Linked DNA regions of Gossypium hirsutum: region 2 is linked to region 1. Evidence: chromatin contacts called from public Hi-C data. All regions are on one chromosome and are shown on one strand. The core of a region is the stretch at or near the end of the contact, and the rest is flanking DNA. Distances in the headings are between cores, read along the strand shown. Region 1 holds the start of LOC107954353 (probable protein disulfide-isomerase A6). Region 2 has its middle 18 kb from the start of LOC107954355.

What was found. A called contact is a pair of places that touch in the nucleus more often than the background predicts.
Region 2: a Hi-C map of leaf shows a contact between it and region 1, with 5 times the contacts expected there. The contact joins the enhancer-like site here to the promoter of LOC107954353 in region 1. A contact is called at or near these places in 11 of 34 Hi-C or Micro-C datasets (callus, fibers, hypocotyl and 1 more).

Annotation. Positions count from the first base shown.
Region 1 is chrD07:20,448,653-20,456,505 of Gossypium_hirsutum_v2.1, forward strand. It overlaps LOC107954353 (probable protein disulfide-isomerase A6), which reads right to left and starts at 2,678. Exons shown (of 10, transcript XM_016889887.2): 1 at 2,483-2,678; 2 at 2,161-2,245; 3 at 1,979-2,076; 4 at 1,835-1,890; 5 at 1,652-1,769; 6 at 1,525-1,552; 7 at 1,339-1,430; 8 at 1,103-1,259. The coding sequence starts at 2,628.
Region 2 is chrD07:20,557,030-20,564,882 of Gossypium_hirsutum_v2.1, forward strand. No RefSeq gene overlaps it. Among protein-coding and RNA genes, the nearest start is that of LOC107954355, 18 kb to the left of the region's middle. Within about 2 kb of position 3,117, at least 3 of the 9 cell types and tissues checked have an H3K27ac peak or open chromatin away from gene starts, as enhancers often do. A contact at or near this core is called in hypocotyl and leaf, where this site is marked.

The DNA of each region.
Region 1 (7,853 bases), core at 1,428-3,927:
GGTGCATACGTGAATCGATAAAGTTTCTTTTTCATATAAAGCCTATTTTCAAGACTTTTCGTTAGAAACTTTTCTTCCAGTGTATCCCATAACTTCTTCGCTGATGTCTCCCTCATGACAGAGTACTTCTGCTCTTTGGCCAAACATAGGCGGATTGTACCACACGCCTGTCTATTGATCTTGGCCCACTCCTTGTCATCCATCTTGTCAGGTTTTTCTTCAAGGGCTATATCTAGCTCTTGCTGACATAAGACATCCAGGATCTCACATTGCCACATACCAAAATTATTGGTACCGTCAAATTTCTCTACTTCAAATTTTGCATTTGTCACAGTAGTCCTTGCTGATGACGATGCTGCTGCCATTTTTCTTCTCAATCCCAACTACTGTATACGTGAACAGTGCCGTATACGTGAATAGTTCCGTATACGTGAATAGTACCGTATACGTGAATAGTGCCGTATACGTGAATAGTACCGTAAACGGTCGTATTTCCCAAGTACGAATCTGGCTCTGATACCAATTGTTGTGCGGAAGCGTGTGAAAGAGTAAAATTATTGTACTAAAAATCACACTAAGTTCAATTCCCAGGAAAGAGAGGTGAATCACGAGGATCACTTAAGTACCAAGTCTTTCCTAGCCAGAATATCCCTCTATCGTAATTTAATAGCACAATAAATCACTACAATCACACTCACAAAATATGAACAATAAATAGTAAAGAACACCAGAATTTTAACGAGGTTCGGCAAATCTTGCCTACGTCCTCGGGCACTACCAAATATATTTCACTCCAAAAATACAAGTGAAACTTTACAAATAGGGAGAGAGAACAATGCCTTAAGTAGAGAATGGCAAATGTGGGATGATGAGAATGAGCAATGGTTGGCCTATTTATAGTTGAGATTCAAGGGCCACCTTGCAAAGTCACTATTCACTTAGGGACCAAAAATTGCTATTTTCCCATGCCCAACACTAAATAAAATATTTGGTGCCCATAACTTTGACCTTTCCAAAGTATGGGTAGGTATGGGAAAGGTATGGGCAAGGTATGGGGTATGGGTATATTCTAATAATATAGCAGTATATATACTATGCTAACCTTTGAAGTTAGCTGCCCTTTTGTATCTCGACTGGTGCCACACTTCTCATTGATGAAACTAACAAAGTCATCCAATTCCCTTTCACCATGGTAGTCTTCTCCAGCTTTATTGCCCTTTGGGAACAATTTTAATGTTGGATATCCACTTACTCCATACCTGCACTTAAAGCAGAGAATTTCTAATCTCAACTCTCAAAGACACAAAGGGTTGGGCTTATTGGCTAAGTTATGCTTACTTTTCAGCTACATCTGTGTATTTGTCAACATCTAGATTGGATATCACTACATCTTCTTCCAATTTAAACGCTGTAGCTACCTTCTCATAAATCTGTAGGGACAAAGACAAAGGGTTAGAAAGGAAATCACCACTTGGAACCAAAACGTTCATGCTGCCTTCATTAAGCATCGATATTGATGATTACAGGAGCGAGGCTTTTGCAATGACCACACCTGGCAGAAAACCAATACAAAACTTGATCAGACCACTTTTTGCAGAAAAGATTGAAGCAAAAGAATATCAACAACAAAACAAAAAAGCTGCATGCTTACCAAGGTGCATAAAACTCAACCAGCACATCTTTGGTCTCATCAAGGACAATCTCATTAAAATTATCAGCATTTAGCACCACAACACTGGATGGCAAAGTGGCAATCTTCACATTGGTCCCTATAAAACAAGACATTAGCAAAGCAAAATCCTAGTGGGTTTAGACATTGGTCCCTATAATCTACCTCCTTCACTGTTTACGAACTCAGAAAGGGACTCTGCAGTGCGTGGTCCTACATACCTGGATAGAACAATTTTTATCTACTAAGAGCATGTTTTAAATAAAATGTGGATTCCAATATTAAAACTTAAACAAGACTAAAACTCACTTTTTAGGTTCCAAAGAGCCTTTAGGAAACCACTGAATGGTTGGGTAGCCTTGAACATCATACTTGTTGCATACACTCTTATGCTCATCACAGTCCACCTACAATGGCATCAACAAAAGAAAAGAATTCCAAATAAAACCAATTGCAATATATAGCAAGAAAAACTTCATTATATCGCTAACCTTTCCAATCAAGACGGACTTAGCCCTCTTGAAATTAGCCCCAAGCTTCTCAAACTCAGGAGCTAGCTTCTTACAGTGACCACACCTGCAATTGGATAAATATATGATTTTGAGAATATAAATAGCTCGAAATGGAATTTAAGGAAAAAAATCGTTTGATCCTAATAAACAAGCATTAAAAAACCAAGGGAAAAAGAAAAAAATCATGGACGTTGTCGTCACATTGGTGTAGCTGAAGATGGATCTAAGGAGCGATTAATGTAAAAACACCAAAAACGTAAAGCATGAGATTAATAAAAAAGAGGGCGATGAAGAATGTAACCAAGGGGCATAGAACTCGACGAGAGCTCCTCGGTCGTGACCAACTTCTTTGTCGAAGTTTTGTTGGGTTAAAACGAGGACGTCGTCAGCCAAGGCTGATGAAGCGAATAACAAACCCAAGGTTCCGAACGCTAACAACATCTCCATTTCTTGTTTATCCTTTGTTTCTAGTTTTCTATCGACAATTACGATACCAATTTGTTATAGTAACCATCTTTATTTCGGGATAAAATTTTGGAAAAGGTTGGGCTTTGGTGGACTTAAAGCCCAATCACTGAATGGGGGACTCTCCTTCAAACTTAAAACCCAACCTGTCATAAATGTTAGTTACATAGCTCATCTTTTCAACTCCTTTGTTTTTATTTGTATCAACACAATCGCAAAAAATATTAAATTGATCATTCTTCTAAAAATTTTATTCATTTCTACTATTAAAAACTGGTCTTTATATATTAGTATGAGATACATGTCATTGTCTGATTTTTTTATCAGTATTTAACAATACAAGTTGATAAAATTTTTAACAGAAATGACTAGTTTACTTTTTTTAATAGAAGAGGTATAATACGATCTGACTCTTAATATAAAGACTTTTCGTGATATTTTTACCAAAAACTAATGCCAAAAAGATAGTTAAATTTATTTCACAACTTAAAAAGATTTTTTTTAATATAACAAAAAATTAAAAATATCAATTTAATAAATTTTTTATTCTTTACCACTATTTAAACTATTAAGCATTTCACTTTGATAAAATCAATTGAAAAGTCCATAAAAGAGAAAATACAAATTCTTTTTGCTCTTAAGTAAATAATTATTATAAAGAAAAAAGAAAAAAAATAAAGAAAAAGAATGTTAAAAGAAAGAAAATAATGTATAATAAAGGAAAGTAAAATATTTAAAATCTTTTTTTTTTGTTAAATTATGGAAAACAAAGAAAATGATTGGTTATAATTTTTCTCAGTTAATCTTTTCATAAAATAATTTATGCTAAAAATAATAAGATAAAAAATGTACTTTTGTATATTAAAATAAACCTCACTTTTCTTTCCATGCTTTTTCTTAAAACTGAGGTAAATAAAAATTGATGCTATATTTGGTTGGATTTTTTTTTCTTCGGAATGAAAATTTTTAATCACCCACATGACTTGTTTCTGGTAAAGAGTAAATTTTTTTAACTTATTTTGAAGATGTTTTATTTTTTACAAGAGTTTTTGTAAAATATAATCTGAGACGAACAAAAAAGACTATTTTTATAGTTTACCTTTATTTTATTTTATTTTCAATTAAAGAAAATCCAAAAAGTAGAGACGTAGAGAAATTCATATTATGTATTAAATTCAAGAAGGGGACAGCTCAAGGAGCAGTAATAGACAAGAATTTGTAATTATTCCCCCCCCCCCCCGCCTTTTTAATGCTTCAATATCAAGTATTGATGTGCGTTTCAAATTAGAGTGCTAGATGTTTGTGTGGACTGAACTCAGTATATCCCTTGTTTACACTCAAAATTAAGTTTCGGCCCTTGTATTACACTTAAATTTGAGATTTAATCTCTATATTTTGATTTTAGATATAATGTCGTTAGTTAGTTTAAATACTTTATTCTAATTAAAATTTTGACATGGACTTTAAGAAATTTAAATCCATTACAATACCATTATTTTTTTTGTCATAGAGTTATCAAGTATGTATTTTTTTAATTTTGAAATGTTACGTCCCATTGTTATATTTAGTAAAATGATTAAATTTTAGGTTTGGTGTGATTAGATGTGTTTTAGCTAAGTTGATTTTATTTTGTATAATTAGAGATGAACTTTTTAAAAGAAGCAGGAATGAGTGATATTTGAACACGTTTTAAGAATGGTGATGTTCATGGTACATTGAGCAATTAATTGGGTTAACCCCATTTTCTTTTTCTCTTTTCGCTAATTTCCCTTTCACCTACTGTTTTTGTTATACCAAAAAAGCTATGAAAACTCATTTTCAAAACAACTAAAAACCCACATGTATTTTTTTCTTATTTAATTTGAATTTTGATTTTTTTATTATTAATTAGTTCGAAAACGAACACCAATTATTTTTATTTACTCACTTTCAAAATTGATAAAAATTATAGACCAATTAGCCCATACAAAGTTAATTTTATTTTCATTTTAGGTAGTCGTATTTTAAAAAAATCTTTATATTATTTTAAATTTTATATGTTCTTTTATTTATTAAATTTTTTGAATAAATAACTTAATTTTTTAATGCTCACACTATAATATCCTATATTATTATAAATTTAATTTTTATATGCTATAAATTACATGATATATAAATACAACATAATATAATATATTATAAAATAAAAAAAAATATACAAGACATGAACTTGGCCCATACTGTAAACAGATTTTGTCTAGACTTATGTTTCTAGTCTAAAATCTGAATAAATTTTCGGCCTTAGATAAATAGCTTCAGGCTCGATTTTGCTATAGTTTCAAACCGATTCTTGATAACAAATAGTTTCGTGGTTGTTCATTCGTGTGTAAATTCGTGGTTGTTCAATTTAGCTTTCTAGTAGCCTTGCGGATTAGAAGAGTCCAACTCGTGTAAATTAATCACAGGAATGCTGAAAAACTAATCCTTACCGAACAAACAACCACGAAACACGTCTCTGGTAACCTTACGAACTAGAATAATCCAATTCAAAGTAACGATATTAACCGCGTGAATTTTTTTAAATCCGATTACTGTACAAAGTTAATTTTCTTTCCATTTGTTGTTTATCTTTCTAATGATTAAAAGGAAGAAAGCTACCTATTGAATTGCACTTGTTTAAATTAATGATGACAGGAAATGGAGCTAACTAGAAATCATTTCGTTCACTTTTATTTCATCTTTATTTAATATTGAAAAATCTAAATTTATGACTTTTGATTATATCTATAATTACTTAATATTACTCCAAATCATCCTATGCTACTTCTTTCATTCATAATTTGTTTTATTTTATATTATTCATGAAAAATAATTCTTTAGGATATGAATAATATAAATATATATAGAGTGGTATATATAACATGTTCATATATCTATAATTTTAATATATATTTTTTCGTATAATGCCTAAAATTCATACCTTCCATTTTTAAGATAGAGAATATTACATGTTCATTCTTGCAATTGAGTCTTACAAAGCTAAACTCAATTAACATAATTTTAATATATTTTCAGTATATGTATTAAAAATATAAAACAGATACATAAAATATCATAAGGAGTAAAATAACAATTTAAGCTTTCCCTTCTGAATTGTTGAAAACTTTGTTGCTTCTTCTACTTCATGTTCGAACAACAACTACAACAATAGTTTTGGTGCAGTCAAAGTTCTCTTGTTGACATGTTTGATTATTACATAGCCCTTGACTGCATCTTGTTAAATCATCCTCATCCATTTGACTAAATTGAAGGAGAAGGGAGTGTTGGATCTGGTGTCCAAAGTACAAATTCGATTAAAGTTTATTGCTATAAATATCACAAGCCGGGTTGATTTTTAAAATTTTAAGTTTTCGTTGTGCAACAAAACCATTTTCAAACCGGGATTTTTCCAACAAGCTGACTGCCTATAAATGACTCATTTATAGAATAAATATAACACAAAAAATATAAGAGTTAGGAGCGACGATGTTTGCAAGTGCACAAGTTAAATTGTAATATAGTTGCACAACGAATTATCAAAATTATTTCGAGGATCATACCCAATGGAGGGTGGAATAAATAATGAAAACATTTTTTATAATAATAAGTCTAAATAGTAATAGTTAATTCATATATTACGATGGACCAAAAAATATATTAAGAGGAATAAAAATAAAATAATAAAAAAACAACGAAAACAAATAAAAATAAAACAAATGAATTAAATCGATAAACTTAAGAGGAAGATTAACTCACTTCAAGGTTTGTAACTAACTTCGAATTAGGGTTTAGAGATGGATTAGTAACCTATTAACTAATTATTACCTCCTAGCCCCTAATTAACTAATCGATTGGTTGATTCTCGCTTATTTCCCGATTTCACTTTCTCAACTAGGATAAATTACGATTTACTCGGTTCGACTTATATTCTGATCTCGTCTAGCCTGTGATAACTTATTAGGGTTGTCAAGTCTAACGGTTTAAGAACACATAATTTATACCAACTAATCCCTCTTGGGAAACCCCAAAGCCTCCGTTAATCACATCCCTATCCACTTGTTAATCTCCCCTAAGGTATTTAGCCACTCATGTTATTCATAATCTCAACTTCGATTGAATAAACCATGTGAGAAACACGACCAATTCGGAGAAGAAAAGAGATATGAATAATCGTTGATTGAATATCAAATGGAGAACGGAGTAGAAAATCTCTCGATTGGAATAAATAAAATGAATGCAAAGGAAAATATAAACTGAATACTTTAATTAAATAAACAAACTCTTGAATCAAAATTGATTCAAGAAAAAAAACAAGAAAATTATGAAAAGCTAAAAAGAAAATAAACTAAAACTAATTCTAAACTACGAGGATTTTTTGAAGGCGTCTAGGACGAATTTATTACATTCAACCCCTAATGTCTTATTTATAGAGGTGTTGACAACCCAAATTAGGTAATCGGCACGTCCTAGGTCTTTGTATAAGTTTGATTGCATAGACGAAAATAACCCCGAAGTACTTGGGCAACATGTCGGCCTTGTGTCGCGCCACACCCCTTGCGTGGCGCGACACGACACTCATATACAACCTTGTGTCATTCCTTTGGTGCTTTGACGTCCCGGGAAGCTTGTGCATCACTTGATCCTTGCTTCCACGTCAGTTGGGCCTTTATATCTCCATCCTGCACAATCAATTGAACCTATTAGCACAACCTAAGACTCGTGTTGGCCTATTGGGTCACAACACCTACAAACTGTGTTAAAAACACTTGTTTTTATTAACTTTTAATCCTAAGGCATAATTACTGAAAACATAAATTAAAATCCTAAATTGCCTAGAAAACAAGCTCCTTGAATACAAAATTGACCTGAATTGACAATTACGTTTGACGGCAGGTCAAATACCCCCACACTTAAGTCTTACCTTGTCCTCAAGCAAACTACCCAAAAATAAAAATAAAAACTAAAACTACCAACAAGAAATAAACAGGCGAGAAAAAGAAAAGGTGCTTGAGCCGACTTGATACACGAGATTAGATCGGAACATCGACACTAAGATGATTTGCCTAAATATATAACTCTAGCTAGAAATTTAAATAATTCAATGTTATTTACACCTAAACAGATTAGTTCAATAAATTACAAAGTAAATAGGTCAAAGAAAATTAAATATAAAGCTTAATCAAAATGTA
Region 2 (7,853 bases), core at 1,867-4,366, 110 kb after region 1:
AAAGCATTCAACCAAAACTTTCTTCAGTCTATTCACTCCCTCGCCATCTCTTCGTAATTTCTTTAACAGAAGAATTTTCTTCATTGCTTTTTCGGTTAATCTGCTTAACTTGTCACTGGGAAAACTAATTTAATTTTACACTAATTCCTCACATACATATACCTCTAATTAATAGCAATAAAGCAAAACCTATATTTTACGTGCACTCTTAAAGAAAAAAGGTGGGGTTAGCTTATCGAGTGGCGTGAATTCCTTAAATATCCCAATTTTTAGGAAAAATTACGAGAGAATGCCATTTCTTTTAAATTTTATTGAAATAGGTTGATTTTGAAGATAAAACGAATTCAATTGGACGCATTTTCAATGGATTTTACAAGAAAACGTTTTCAATTGAATGTGTTTTCAGCTTTGGTTAGATGGCTAAATGTTAGTGTTTTAATTCTTGAATTTCGATTTTGATTATTTTCCTATTCACATTTATATTTTTTATTTCATGTTGCTTCAAGCTTTTTATTTTTAATTAATATTTTTAACATATTAACTCTTTTTTTTAGATGGTTAAATAATTGTGTTTGAGGTTCCATTATTTTTATTATAAGCATATTATGTATTTTTTTTCATGTTGTTTCAAGCTTTTTTATATTTTTAATTAAAAATACATTAATATGCTTATAAAAATAATAGAACCTCAAACTCAAGGATGTAGTTTCAATTATCTAACCATCTAAATAAAAAAAGGGCTAATATGTTAAAAATATTAATTAAAAAAAAACTTGAAGCAACATGAAATAAAAAAACATAAATTTGAGTAGGAGAGAAATTGAACTCAAGACTCTAAGATGTAATTGTAACTATCTAACTATCGAAGTAACTAATATATTAAAAAATTAATTAAAAATTTAAAAAGCTTGAAACAACATAAAATAAAAATTACAAATGTGAGTAGGAAAAGAATCAAACCCCAGACTCAAGGATAAAAATATTAATATTTAACCATCTAACCAAAGCTAAAAGCACATCCAATTAGAAGCGTTTTCCTGTAAAATCAATTGAAAATACGTTCAGTTTGACACGTTTTTACACACTCTCTCTAAAATAGACTTATTTCAATAAATTTTAAAAAAGAAAGGCTTAATCTCATGATTTTCCCCAAAAACCGGTATATTAAGAAATTCACCCTATCGAGTGACGATGGAATTGCAGTGGAAAAATGAGAAAATAAAAATAAATTATGAAACGTGGGGGAGTTTGATTGATGGAAGGAAATGAAGAAAAAGACTTTGCTTGATGATGAAATGACAGAAATGGAGAGAGTCCGTTTTTAACAAATATATATATATATATATATATTAATTTTTAAATTTTTTATTTATTTCTTAAGTTACTTACTGGAGCGACCCCAATAATTAATTTTCTGCATTCTGTAAGCTCATTAAAAAATTTTAATTTTAATATAATTGATAATAATGCTTTTTAAAAGATTTTCAGTAAAAATAAAAAGAGTAGATCACGTCCCACATTTGTATGCTTTAAGTATTTATTTAAGTAAAAAAAATTTAGGTAATAAAATAGAAAAACGATATATTTTAAGGGTTAAGTCGTGAATTAAGTTTATAATATTTAATCTATTGTTTTTAATAGTTATAATGTATTGTTACAATAATTTATTTTACCGTTGTCACTACGTTTTTATCTAAATACATATTTTACTTTTAATTTTAAATTTATAGTTACAATATTTAATTTCACCACTATAATAATTAATTTTTTTAATTTTAATTGTATCAAAATTAATGTCAATGACCTTCCAAAGGAATGCTTAATACGTTCATGACACAAGTATTAACGTTGTATATTGTATGTGAGTTGGTTTGCCTGTATTAAATCACATAATTATGCAGCATATAAACCTAATTGAACTCATTTATTATATTATTCATGTTTAAACAAATCAGTTATATCTAAATGTGATATCTGTTGTCTATCATGTCATATGATTTATATAATATACGCCTTAATGTAACACAATTTAGAATTCAATGCTTGAGTAATTCCTAACCTATTCTTTTTGAAAAAGATTTTAACTTGTTAGCGAAAATTAGTTTATTTTATCAACGGGATTATATAATTCGAAGAAAAAAAAACAGGTTGATAAGTTTCGTCATCATAACAAAGACTTCAACCTAACATTAGTAGTACATTATGACATATTAACGACCGACTCTGTGACAACTCAAGCACGACATAGCTGAAGTGATTGCAAGCATTTAACACGATAAGGAAATTAACCCTAGATGGTCCAAAGCGGCAGGCAAAATCTGCAAACGAACCAAGCATCCACCAAGTTAGAGAGGACCGCGACAAAACTATTCTTAAAATCACTTGCAAAAACAAGACTATATGCATAAGTAAGACTAAAAAACTTGTACAATACAAGACAAAAACTTCCAAAAGTGAAGATTTATTAAACAATGAAAAAGAAAACAAAAAAAAACTTGTAGTACTTAAGACAACAAGAGTCCAAATCGATTCGTGAAATCATTTATTATTTTGAAATACTCTCAAAACATAAACATATTAAGAAGCCAACAAAGAGCCACCATTTGAATATCTACGACCAACCAACTTTTCAAGAAAAAGTGTTGGTGGTCAGTGGAGGTTCACAAAACATATCTGTAGAATGAAAAAAAAAAGGCATGTGGAGTGAATGAGGACAAAGAAAGAGAGGGTTGATGGGAGAAAGGGAGAAAAAGGTGGGTGGTAGCCTGCCCAAGAATAGCACTATTGCTAGATAAAACAAAGGAGAAAAGCAGCCTTAAAAAAACTTAAGTGTTCTTTTTTTTTTAATGTTTTACTATATCTCTATACGACACTTATCACTCTCTAACTTTGCTTGTACCAAATAATTTCCTTATATATTTTTGTATCATTCCTGTTCGGTAATATATTTTTTAAAATTTTGTAAATTTTGGATATGAGATTTGATCCAAATTTTCTCAAAGGTGTAGTGGGCTGGACTTTAAACTCCAAAATTTTTGGTAGGTGGAACAGAGGATTAAGGAAGACGTCAGAATATTTTGGGCCACACCCTTTAAATGAGGATCTATCTGAAAAGCCCAGCGCAAACTTTTTGATCAATTATTTTAAGCTCCCACATCAAGAAAGCTACCCTACGTGGTCACAAATATAAAGTCACCATTCTTTATAAAAGTCACATTTTATGATAATAATCAGATTTGTTATAAAATTATTTTTTATTTTTTATTTTTACCATTTATAATAGAATTTTATCTCAAATTTAGTAAAGTTACTTTTATTCTGAAGTGAAATAAAAATAAAATATTATTTTAATAAAATGCTTAAATTTTATATTAAAAAAAACTACTAATCATATTTTATAAAATAAAAATAAATTTTAATAAATAAAATTACATTTGTAAATTTTATTAAAAATATAGTCTAAATCTCACTAATTAATATTATTAATATATTATAATTTTTTAAAATAAAATATAATTTAAATTTCGTAAGTGTACAACAATCACATTTCTATACCATCTAAAATTTTAACATATAAAAAGAATTGACGTACCTCTTTATTCGAAAATTGCTACGTGTGAAATCAAATGTTAGAAGCCCTAAAAGTTGAACCTATCATGGCACAAATCTTTTTTTGTCATAGTCCAATGGTAATTATGAAAGCCTAACCAAAATGAGGACTTAGTTAAGTGTATATTCTCCCTCCTAATAGAATTTCAATAACTAGACCAACTAACAAAAAATAAACTATGGCCAGAACTAAGTAGCCATATTATCAAATTTCACCTGTAAAAGATTGTAACCAATATCAATAATGTCAAACTTGTGGTTGGTATTCCATAGACCTTGAAAATGCAAGATCAAAAGAAAACGGTTTATAGAATCTATTTGTCCACACGAAACAAATTAATGATGAATGATCTTCGGAACAATCTTTCAACTCCTAATAGCCTCCTTGCTGAGGGGGAAATAAGAAAAGGCGGTGGAAGACAACGGTTCACATGGTAATGAGGGGCTGAGAGTCGCATGGTAAGAAAAGGCGGTGTTAGATTGCCTATCTTGTCATGGTAACCTGCTAGATAGATGGTGATGTGAATGATGTATATAATAAGTCATGGGCTGGTATAACAATAATGAAGCAAACGCCCATAGTTAATATTTCTCTTGCAAGACCATGGGCTCCATTACTTTCTTGTGTGGCCCAACTACATTCCAAAATGTACAAATAATATTTAGTATTATAACAAAAAAAAAATTGTCACTAAAGGTAGTTTTGTTTCGCGTAAAAAATTTAACGGAAAATATTTTCAATTTTTTTATATTTGTTTCATATAAAATATGATGGTTAACATAAAATTATCCCATTATTCACGTAAAATGTTTTATCAAAATTTTTCAATAAAACATTTTTCAAACTGACAATGCTTTGTTTATCAAAATGTCTTCGGACATTTTCCAATCGACGTTAACTACAAATTAACATAAAACATATAAAACTATAATAATCAACCAATTCATATTTAATTATCAATTTATACAAATTTTGCAATTTATTCAATTTTGTCCCTAAAATTGAGACTAACATAACATTCCATTTAAAGCTTCAAATTGAATTACGATTTCACTATTATACATTAGGGACCTCCTATTTCTTATTTTTACAGTCAATTTTATACTTTATTCAGTTTAGCCTCTAATGTACGAAACTTTCAATTAAGCTTTACAATCTAGTCCTTTCTCACATCTAAGCTTAAAATCTATCAATTTAACACCTAAAACTTCAAGAAATCAACAATGACAACTTTCTAAAACTTTAACAATTTTACAAATTAGGACATGAACTAGCTAAATCAAGCTCTCATGACCTCAGATCTATAATAATTACAAGAAAATAACCAATGACTTACTTGAATTTTGAAGTTAAAAGCTTGGAGCCCTAAGAATGACGTCCCCCTATTTGTCTTCATGTTTTACAATTTTTACAATTTTACCATAGATCTGAGCCCCTGTATTCTACTAATTCAATAGTAATAAATTAGCTTTTATTTGATATTTATTCTACTATTTTTTGAAGCTAATTTATTATTATTCAAACAAATATTATAGTCATCATGTAGTGTACTACTAATTATGCACTTGGGTAATTTTATTAATTTATGTTATGTAGTACTAATTGAAGTTTGAAAGCTAATTCATTATTCAATCTTTGTTTTTTTTTTTAACACAATCAGGAATCATCTATTCACTTTGGTTGTTTTCAATTTATGATTATTAATATTCTAGCTTAATAATTGAGTAATATTATATATTTAATTTTATGTATTTATTTATAAATAAATCATTACAATATATGTAAAATAATGTAAAATATAAAATAAACTTAATTAAACTATGAAAAGATAAGAAAATCTCAAATGTATGTTTGTTTCATTGAAAACAATTTTTATGAACTATTTTTAGGAAATCTGCCAAACAACAGAAAATATTTTACACAGGTTCATACAAAGACTAGGAAATATTAGCTTTTCTAGAAAGTAAGTCATTTTTCAAAAATCAATTTCAGTGAAACAAATGGAGCCAAATAAAGAAGAGAAAAAGGTAAAAGTGTCATGACAATTCTTGTACTATACTTTTGATTCGGTAAAATTGTATCTTCAATATTTTTTAATTTAAATATTAAGTAAATTGATCCCTCTAAAAAAATAAAGCAATTTAATTTCTGTCAATTTTAAAAGTGAGTATCTAAAAATAATTAATAACGATGTTAATATTTTTCATCATTTTATCTTACATGATAAATAAAATAAAATCTATTAATAAATAGGAAATCCAAGTTTCAAATTCTTATTGGCCCATTAAAAAATTAAAAATAGATAAAAACTTTCAAAAACATTTTAATAAATTTTGCGTAACCTCCCCACCCCAACCTAGTGTCACGGACTTAGATTTTTTGCCTCGCAATCCGTACAACCTTAGGCGATCCTTTCGTTTCAAACATGTCTAAGTCAGTCTAACCACCAAAAAATTGAGGATTTATAAAGAATTCCTCCAAGGCACTAATTTATATAGCGGAAGCAACGAGAGGTGTTTGAGTAAATGCTCTCACTTTAGTATTCACAACTAAAGGATGGAATATAATGGACGAATGGATGATTTACAAGTGAGGAGAAGGCTCTCTATTTATGGTTGAGCTCCCCCAAATCCAACGGTCTAGCTATATTTACATCGACGAACAACATTAAGTCTATCCCTACAATCAAGGGATTACATGATTACATAATCAAATCTTATCATATATGATTCCCCTCAATATTCTAATATTAGTTTCCCTATTTACCAAGATAATCTATGTATCCATATATGCATCATTAGGCCACCCAAGCTTTAAATGGATAGGCTTTTCCATCAGTTTTTTGAATCGGTCCAACTCTAGTCGGTCAAATGATCCTTATCTAACCGATAAACCTCATTGGGACTCATTTTGTGCAATGGTCACAGACTCATTCTCCCCCACCCATTCTCGCAACGCCATCATTGCGCTCTCAAAATGGCACTGACTTGATTCGCCTTGACACTTTCTCGCCGCTTTAGCTCCTTCCTAACTAGTCTTACTATTGGGCCATTCTGAAACTTTTGCCTCGACTTTCATCGCCTCTTAGCTCAATCCGTCCCACTTATTGGTACATCTCGTTAGCAAGAAGCTACGGTTCTCACTTACCCATATTCTGACTCGCTTCGATCGGAATCCTCTTGATTCTCACAACAAGGCTTCGAATTGCCCACAGCCCCTCGAACTCCTTGCTTAAGAACTTTGAAAAGGCCCTTACGTTCTTGACAAGTCAACAAATTAGAATTCAAAACTACCAAAGTGTTCAAAATGTGCCTTACTCGCAACATTTACTTGTCTTAACTGTCTAATTTGCATCGCTCTTTTGCCCTCAAAGTCCGATGCACAACCTACCTTACTTAAAGGTGTTAGTTCCATTGATGGCTCTATAGGCCTCATATCGGTCTTATGCTCTACTAGCACTTCTAAAGGGGCTTTCATAGCACCGTTCTATCGAGTTAATGCTCCTCCCATACGAAACATCCTTGACTAGCTGGATTGACGATAATACCTTGGTCTCAACCATCATATCTCGATTCATTGGCACAATTATTTATAATAAAAAACCATTAACTATATGAATTTGATCGGTCCAAGGAAAAAGAACTGCCTTTATCCTGTCAAAAAATTTTAAGTCAAGCACAAAATTGTAACCATCAAACTGGGTTACCTTAAAATCTTTATTGCCTTTTCATTCGCCAATTTGTATCTCCATGCCCCGAGTTACTCCCACAGTTGAGGCCTCCTCATAATTAACTGCATTAATCTTATTTGATTTTTTAATCGAGAGACCATGTTTCCTCGCAGCTTTTTTTTATATGAACAAACCCGATACTCTTGTATCAACAAGAGCACTCCTCTTCTGGCATGCAATGTAAATGTCTACAAACATCAACCCTTCTTTGTCATTCTTCCTTGTAGGAATGAGTACCATTGAATTAAAATTTGATGCCTTCTCATCAGACTTCGCTTTCTTTCCTTTACTGGTCGTGGACTGCTTAACTCGTTCTGGACAGTTCCGCTTCCTATGCGATTTGATAGTAAAAAACAAAGATATCTTTGGGTAGTTCTTCATTATGTGAGGTTCACTACAACAGTAACATCTCATCTTGCTCTTATTCTTTTTCAGGTTGTTGGGTCTCCACTTTCCATTTTGTGGTTTTCCATTACCACCATCTCTACAACTATCATTACCATCATTGTTGTG